Linked DNA regions of Gossypium hirsutum: region 2 is linked to region 1. Evidence: chromatin contacts called from public Hi-C data. All regions are on one chromosome and are shown on one strand. Each heading gives the region's core, a stretch centred on a gene start, on an enhancer-like site or on the middle of the called end of the contact. The rest is flanking DNA. Distances are from core to core; before and after follow the strand shown.

Region 1 (4,349 bases), core at 1,352-3,851:
GCATGCACTTTATGATGGTTGAAGAAAATAGATTTGCAAAATAAACGAAGGAGAGGTGAAGTTGGTGAAGTCATAATTGCCATAGAAATTTGGTAGTCCAAGTCCAACCCCAGAATAATACTCAAAAGGACATTATGATGAACTGCAGTCAAGGTAGAGGTGGTGAGACCCCTCCAACAATCAGAAGATATGTCAGTTATGGAAGGTAATGAAAATAATTTAGAAAAGATATTTTGTTTATGTGTTAGTTGAAGATATGGGCTTATAATATTGCCGACTCATAATTGCAGAAATGCAATATGAAAAGGGGTGGTGAACAATTGCAAATTGTAGTTTGTGCATGTGAAACGACAAAGCAAAACAGAAGAGAGTGGAGAGGTAATATCTTAAAATGGGCAAAGGCATCATCATCAATCAGCCATCATCGACCATAATAAAAACATGGTGAGGGTCCACTCCCACCGTTGGATTTTAATGAAGAAGTCAAAGCTTGACCGTCAGACAAGACTGGACAGCAAAGATCGGGACCCTCTCCGGTTTGACTATCAGACATGAGTTGATTGATTCATTTATTTTATTTGGTTGTTCTTCGTCTCTCTAGGTAACACTGGAACAAACTTTAGTTTTTTGTCATTGAATGTTACCTGAGACCTTGTTGTTGTTATTACGATCTTTTTAATGCAAAAGGGGTGAAGAAGGGTGTCTCAGATAATAAGGAAGAAAGCAGGCATCTCGTGATTCATACAAACACTCTCTCTCTCATAGTTGACTCCCACTACTTCCGCCCCTAATTACTCAAATCAAACAATGCTATTCTGTCCTTTTTTCTGCTCTCTTGGCTTTTGCATTTGAGAATTATGGTAAATTTTACCCTTTTTTCTTATTTTTACAGCCGCCCAACTCTCTTCTAAAATAACTATGTTACGTTAATATGGGGTGGGCATTACTAATAGTGTCATTTTTCATCTTTTATGGTAAATATATGTTCTGGAATTGTGGATATTCCTTTCAAACCAGAGTTATATAATATGTAGCTGGGTATTTTTAAAAATGGATTTATCATCAACTCCGTGATCCAGTTAACCAAATATTTGATTTCTTAAGACTATTCAACAACTTCATGTTTGTAAATTTTGCTTCACTTGTAGTAATGCAATGGTGGGAGATAAATAAAATTAAATATAAATTAAGAATCCCTTGAGATTTGAAGTTATAATATTAAAGTCAAGGCTAGGTTGGTTGTAAATTTATTTTTTAAAATTTGTTATCAATCTTCACTTTTACTTGTTTCATTTTTGTTTTTTTATGAAAATAAATGCTAAATATCTAATTATAATTTTAGATTTTTTATTTTTTATTTTTATTTTCCATTGCAACCTTATTATTAGTTGTTCAAAAAAATAGTAAATTTTAAGTTGGCTAATTAAATTCATAAATGAGGCAACACCAAAATACCAACAATCATGTAAGTGTTGATTCAACTGAAGTCTTAGTTTGAATAAGTTTTAAATTAATAAAGATGTGTATATAATAACATTTGAAGTGATGCTAATTAAATTTTGAGAGAATGGATGAGGGGTCCAACTCATCTCATCTTCTTATATCTCACACTACCACTACATACAAAACAGATCAAATATTGGTTGTGCAGTCATTTCATCGGATTCCAATTCTACATCTTTTTATTACCTTTTATGGCTTAAATCAAAATCCTCTAAGGAAAACCATTCCAAATCCTTAAAATTTTATTTTTGAATGAATTTTAAATAAAAAAATAACTTTAATTATTGCTCTATTCTTTTTCTTATTTCATCCAATAGTTTTCGAATATAATTGCAATTACAAAGCCACATCAACCATAATTAAACATTACAAAGCACAATTGAATCGGTAACCAATGAGACTCGAACTTGAGATTTTAAACTTTCCAATAAATTAAGGCCTCATTATTTGTAAGTTTATTTTTTAAAGAATGGTTATCAATGATAATTATGCTTTGCTTTTGTCTTCCCTTGTACTTTTTGTTTGTTTAATATCTTTTATACAAATACATGTTAAATATTTAATTATTTAATTATAATATTAACTTATATTTTAGTATTTTTTTTCCAGCAGAAATAACTAATTAATTTTACATAAAATAATCATTTCAAAATTAAAATATAACTAAATTGAAGTTAAATATTTATTTTTTATGAAAAAATTAAATATATTTAACTTTATAGCACTTCAATATAAATAGTTAATTTTTTTATTATTTTGTAATTAAAAACAAATAAACTAATAAAAAGTACTCATAATTCCTCCCCAACTCATAAATAAGAGGATAATGTGCTCTAGCATATTCGAACCCACATCCTCTTGTATTGACAATAATGATATGCCAATCGAATTAAGACTCAATCGACAATAAAATATATTTATTGATTGTTCTAAAATTATTAAATAATATTAAAAAACTAAAATTAATAAAAATAAAAATAAAAACATACACATCATTTCTTGTAAAATTAAAAACTCGACTGAGAATAGTATGTACACAAAATAAAGGAAAAGGTGGCCAAACATGGGTGAAGTACCGAAACCATTAAACGTTAAGACAACCTATAATAAACGTGGACCATAAGCTGTGATGGGCATTCACTAGAATAGCACGGCCTACCTTCTACATTTTGCCACCTACTCCTATACTTTTCGTACTGCTTTTTTTTTTTTCAGGATAATTGCTTTTCACAATGTTTTTATAAGTAAATAATTTAACCATTATTCTTTTATTAATTTAATTTTTTTAAATTAAATTTGACTATTAAAATAAGAGTGAATTGCTTTTCTTTAACAAAAATATTAACTAAATATTAATTTTTTAACAATGATAACGTAACAATTTATATGAAAGTTTGTGTCTACTTCATGTTACATGATACTATTTGCCTTATAACAAATAATTTAAATATTATAAAAATATTCAATTCAAAAATTTAAAAAGTCCAAAATCCAAAAATATATATGTCTCATAAAAATTTTTTAAAAAATAACATAAAGAAATAGTATAAAGTACACGTGAATTGTCATACAAGTTATCATGTTTAAAAAATTAACGTTTTTCTCAATATTTCTGTTAAAATAACAATATTTCAACTCTTGTTAAAAGATTAATGATCAAATTCAATTATTTTTAAAATTTTGATAAAAAATTCAACGCTTCTTAAAAAATTGATAGCTAAATTGACAAAAAAATAATAATAAAAGTTAAATTAATTTTAATCCGTTTAATATGCTTAAATTTGATATTTAATTTTTATATTTTAATTTTAACATAATTTGCTCTTTATATATTTATAATGTTATTAATTAATTCAAATAGATAATATCATTAACTTTTCAATTAAAATGTTATACAATTATATATAATTTGAAAGTAAATTTTAAATCCAAAAAGTAAAGGGATTAAATTCTTGAAAATAAAAATACGATGTTTTAAATTTCAAATGTACAAAAAGACTTGAAATCATGGTTGTTTTAACCAAATCATATTGATTGAAATATCAATCCAAAAAGAAACATTAGATCGGTTGACCCGCAAATCGGTAGACTTATAGAATATTTTCCTATCTTTTTATAATTTTTAATAATTTATTTAATTAAACAATACAATTAATGACTTTACCGATTCGACCACCGATTTGGTTATGAAAACGTGACTTGGAGTATATTTTAATATTTAAATTTTTACTTTATAATTTAACACAAACAAATCATCAATCCAACGCAAAGAGGAAAAAACCATACTAATAATAGTTATTTTCTTTCTTTTTCACCATCTTTCTTCCATATTTCCATGCATTTAATAATAATCATGAAGTCCAATTGAAGATAAGATAAAAATAAACGAGGGAATCATAACAATAGTTGCATCTTCTGATAATATAAGATCATACGGAACTTTTAATAAACGTGCGTGAGCACCACTTAACACTCTCAGTTACGTGTAGCTCAAACATGGGTAATGTAGGAAGAATATAACAAAACCTAAGTTCTTATGCATAGACAACTCACACAAATACAGCCTTATAAAAAAAGTATTCTAACCGATATAGCATGTGTTATTAACTGTAAAATTTTTAAATAAATATACAACACTGTAAAAAGAATTATTACATGGAGAAACAAGAGTACAAATAATTTGATATAAATACACCCAAAATACATGGATTGTCAAATCTAGACAAGTAGAAATAGCAATGAAAAGAAGATTAGAATGAGGTAAGTAGTTACCAATTTTACTACTTCCATCAGAATTGTGCTTACCATGATTTATGAGCCAGGTATACCCAATATGAATATCACTT
Region 2 (4,349 bases), core at 1,096-3,595, 130 kb before region 1:
AGCTAGCTAAACAGCAGCAAGAATTAATCACTCAAGGAATCAAACAACCTCATAATTAATGCCCTAAATCCCAGTAGAGAAATAAATACAAATTAGTAGCAACATATAGTAGATATAATATAAGCAATACTGCGGCGCCTACTTGAAAGGATTGTTATACTCCCTATTTGGTTCTGGGATTGGGTTCCACTCCCACAGCCGGTCCGAGAAGGCCGTTGGACTTGGAATTGCGCTGGGTAGTACGTTGAGGGAAAGCTGTTGCGGTTGTGCCTGTGATTGTGGGGGCAACGTAGAAAACTCCGATTGTGGTTGATGTTGTTGTTGATGGGGATGGGGATGATTTGTATTGTAGTATTGCTGCTGGTTCAATGCAACTTGTTGGTAGCTTACTAGTCTGTGGAGGTCGTCGACAACATTGGATGGAACAGAAGAAGAACCTACTGGGAAGAGAGTAGTCGAATTGGGGAGTAAAGAGCAGCAGCCTTGCTTTGACTGATTTAAGAACATTCCTTCCCCTTCCATTCCAGATGGCAACCCAAGTGTTGTGCTAATAGGAGGCATTGGACGGTACAGGTTCTGCTTGGAAAGTCCGAGAGCTGTTGTGACATCAGAAGTACTAGTACTGCTGTTTCCATCAGTTTCAGTTAACTTTTCAATCTCCATTTGTTGTGGTTGTCCTCCTCCAAAAGCTTGAAACCTTTCCATGGCTTGTTGAGCTGCCTCTTGGGGGTATTTCTTCTCTGACTGTTGTCCTCTCGATGACTCTGCTGACCGCCTAGTTGGTAGGCAACGGGGGAGTGATGGGTGATCTTCCACTCCAGGTCTCTTGTACACACGGCAAAGTGATATTTCAGCCTGAAAATCATATTATAGGGTGCTGGTGAAGAGAAGGACGAAGCTTTTTTCCATGGAAGATAAGGAGCCTCAACTAAATATTATTCGACATTGAGCATCGGTTACAGTTGTGACTCGGAAGCAGTAATAGTAGTATTCAATACATGTAATTAAGGTCATTTGGGAGTCATTCAATCTAAAGTTCATGCAGCTTCCTATCTATCTTTTGATAGAAACAAATTTTTAATAAATAAATCAATTAATAACAACAAAACTGGAAATCCATCTGTCAGTTATATTAGTACTATCTTATCTTTTTTGTCTTGCCCCAAAAGGAGCACAACCTTGCAATTATTCATTTCCTGACGGATCCAGCTGAGTACTAAAACTGAAACTTCTGGAACACTGAGCACCATTTTTAGACTTTGAATTTTCTAAAAGAGAAATTAGGGTTTAGGGAAAGGAGAACAAAGACGTGGATTGTATAAACCAAAAGGTTTTTCTGTAGTGCATCTGTATATATAGCAATATTGATGGTAAAGAGAGAGGCGTGTACCTTTTGGTAGCGTTCAGTTTCGTGGTGAGGCAAGCGATACTCGTTCATAATCCAACTGGTTCGGATACCTTTGGGAGCTTTTCCGGAGTAGAAGACTAGGGTTTTCTTGAGACCAATTGATCGAGAGTTCTCACCTCGAATCATGCGGTCAGCTCCCGTTGCCTTCCAGTAGCCGGATGTCGTAACACGATTAGGGCGATCCCCGTTTCTGTACTTTCGGTCTCTAGGCACATAGAAGAACCATTCTTTCTCTCCTATTGCTGCCAAGGCTGAGATTGGCCGCCCGGAGAATTCACATATATACACACACAACACCAAAGATGAATCACTGTGATTGTCCTATCTAGCCGAAACGGCTATTAATATTACAAATATGTATGTATGTATGTATGTATGTATGTATGTATGTGTGTGTGTGTGTGTGTGTGTGTGTGTGTGTGATTTAGGAAAATCGTTTTATACCATAAGATGGAAGCCCACGCATTTGAAGATTGATGAAGAAAAAAAAAACACAAGGAAAGAAATCAAGACTCAAGAGGGAAACTAAGGATTTGTAGTTTTACCGGGAAGCTCCCAAGGGTCATAGCGATATAGATCAAGAAAAGTAATGAGCTCCACGTTGAAGCGCTTGCCCTCAACCTTACGGCGAAGGTAAAACTCTACAAGTTCTTCCTCCGTAGGATGGAATCGAAAACCAGGCATGACCATGTCGTGTTCGTGTTCATCTTTGCTGTTGCTGCTGCTGCTCATGTTGTTGTTGTTGCGGTCGTCGACGACGTTAATGTTGGTATTATCGTTGGGGTCGTTGCTCATGATGGCTGCCGGTGGTATTGCCATAAACTAACTAACCAGAAACTATGTCAGCTCCGAGCTCCTACCCTCTTAGTTTAGACACTGAGAGCTTTGTATTTGAACAAATCGAGTAATGTAAGGTAAGTGGTGGTAGGTTAAATTTCCTCACTCTTTTATATTGAAGGTGAGGAGAAGACTGAGAAAATTAAAAAAGAAAAGAAAAGAAAGAGAGAGAGAAAATATGGAGGGGCGTGTTAAAAAGATCTACATAGCTTTCAGGCCCTACACTACATGGGAAACGGTACGCCTAAAGCTGTTTAAGATGGGAAAGTGACATGTCAAATAGACGACAGGGTGGCCACACCAAGTAGCAGAGAGCGGTGCCCTTGGACCTTTCTTCCTTTCAACCATAGAATTTCTATTTTCCCTTTTCTCTCGTTATAAAATTAAATAATTAGATTTAAGGTTATTATTTGATGTGCATTTCAACTCCATTCAGTAATTCATTGAGAAGAATAATAATAATAATTAAATCTCGAATTTTCATTCTTTAAACATATTTCATGGATAGAATGTTAGAATAAATTGTGATTTCATAATTTTAAAATATTAATTATTATAAAAATTATAAATAATACTTAACAAAAAAATTATAATAAAACTTAAAATCAAATCATCATATATAATACTTTAGCTTAAGAAAGTATTCGACAATATGATTATTAATAAAATTACAAACGAAAAGCAAAGCATTAAACATATACTCTTTGTTATTATCAATCGGTCCTTAACCAAGTATAATTAATAATAAATTTAGTATAAAAATTTAGAATAAATACCATATAATTTAGTTTTTTTTTATAATTGAGGAGGAGAATGGAGTTACTTGAGATCGAACTCAAGCTCTCATAACTACAACATAGTCCTCTTGCTATTAGGCTAAGAGTTCATTAGTAGGTCAAAATGTATAAAAAATTCTCTCCTCAATAAAAAAAATTTAGATTATTTAAACAAGATTAGTAAAATAATATATAATTATATTTGAAAAAAATAATATATGTACATACCTAAAATTAAAATGTTATTATTATTGTATAAAAAAAAACCTTTTAAACTTACATAATGTACAAGCATGTTTGAAAAACCATAAGATAATTGAATTTGATTGTAATTGCTTCAAATTCTCACCCTCTCTTAAGAATTGTAGACTACAATTCAGTGAGACCCATTAGTTAATTATAACGGTTACCCAAACAATGAACAATTTCAAGCAATTACATCTAAATTCAATTACTAGTTGTATTTCCACCATGTGTACTTGTTGGAATTTTTAAATATGTTTCTTGAACCAGGTGAAATTTAAAAAAAATTATTAACAATGTGTACTCGAGAAGAAATAAATTAAAAGAAGAAGAAGAAAACAATTAAGACTGCAAAATTTAACATAGCTTTATTCCCTAACCTTCCAACATTATTACACATCATCCAAAAAAGAAATCATGTGCACATTGTGTAAGTATAGAGGCAAATTCCAAATGTTAAGGTTTCTATTTATAGATCCATTTGGCTTAGCCTAGTTACCCAATGTAAGAGTTGAACTTATTAAACTCAACAAAATTTCCCTTTTGAGTCAAAGGTTCCAATTACCTTAGTCTTGTCTAACTCTCTTCCTTTTCTCTATTTTGTTACCTTCAAGTGTTTCCTAATTGAATGATTTTATTGTACACTTTGCATGTCTTCCTAACATCCACATACTATATACCATTCTCCTCAATGAATAATGTTTTTAGTAATTTACATTTCAGCAAACTAATAAAGTTGAATCAAAACATTCTCACATGCTTGATTCAGTTCATGCTGTGAGATGATAAATCATACTCCCACTTTCATCCTTAATACCACATTTAATGTATCTTTGCATCTAGTTGGTAAGTGAGTATTGAGTTTGAGTCTACATTAATGAATTTATGTAATTATACAAAATATATGATTTTTTTATACACAAATCCATTAAGTTCAAAATGAGTTAAATAAAAGTTTATCATTTGTTTCCTGAAAGTTCGAATCCGAATGGATTTTATGGGTGAACATCCTTTGATCATAGATCCACAAAATCAATTACCGAAATTCAAAAATGATGATTTCAATATGATTCAAATATAAATAA

Evidence for each region. A called contact is a pair of places that touch in the nucleus more often than the background predicts.
Region 2: a contact with region 1 is called in a Hi-C map of leaf, with 2.9 times the contacts expected there. The contact joins the promoter of LOC107914411 here to the enhancer-like site in region 1. A contact is called at or near these places in 9 of 34 Hi-C or Micro-C datasets (anther, callus, leaf and 1 more).

Annotation. Positions count from the first base shown.
Region 1 is chrD10:10,088,578-10,092,926 of Gossypium_hirsutum_v2.1, reverse strand. LOC107914189 reads right to left here. Exons shown (of 12, transcript XM_041103083.1): 12 at 4,102-4,349. Among protein-coding and RNA genes, the nearest start is that of LOC121222382, 14 kb to the left of the region's middle. Within about 2 kb of position 2,601, at least 1 of the 9 cell types and tissues checked has an H3K27ac peak or open chromatin away from gene starts, as enhancers often do. A contact at or near this core is called in leaf, where this site is marked.
Region 2 is chrD10:10,220,094-10,224,442 of Gossypium_hirsutum_v2.1, reverse strand. LOC107914411 (NAC domain-containing protein 72-like) reads right to left here and starts at 2,345. Exons shown (of 3, transcript NM_001327107.1): 1 at 1,954-2,345; 2 at 1,391-1,659; 3 at 6-855. The coding sequence starts at 2,227. The coding sequence ends at 139.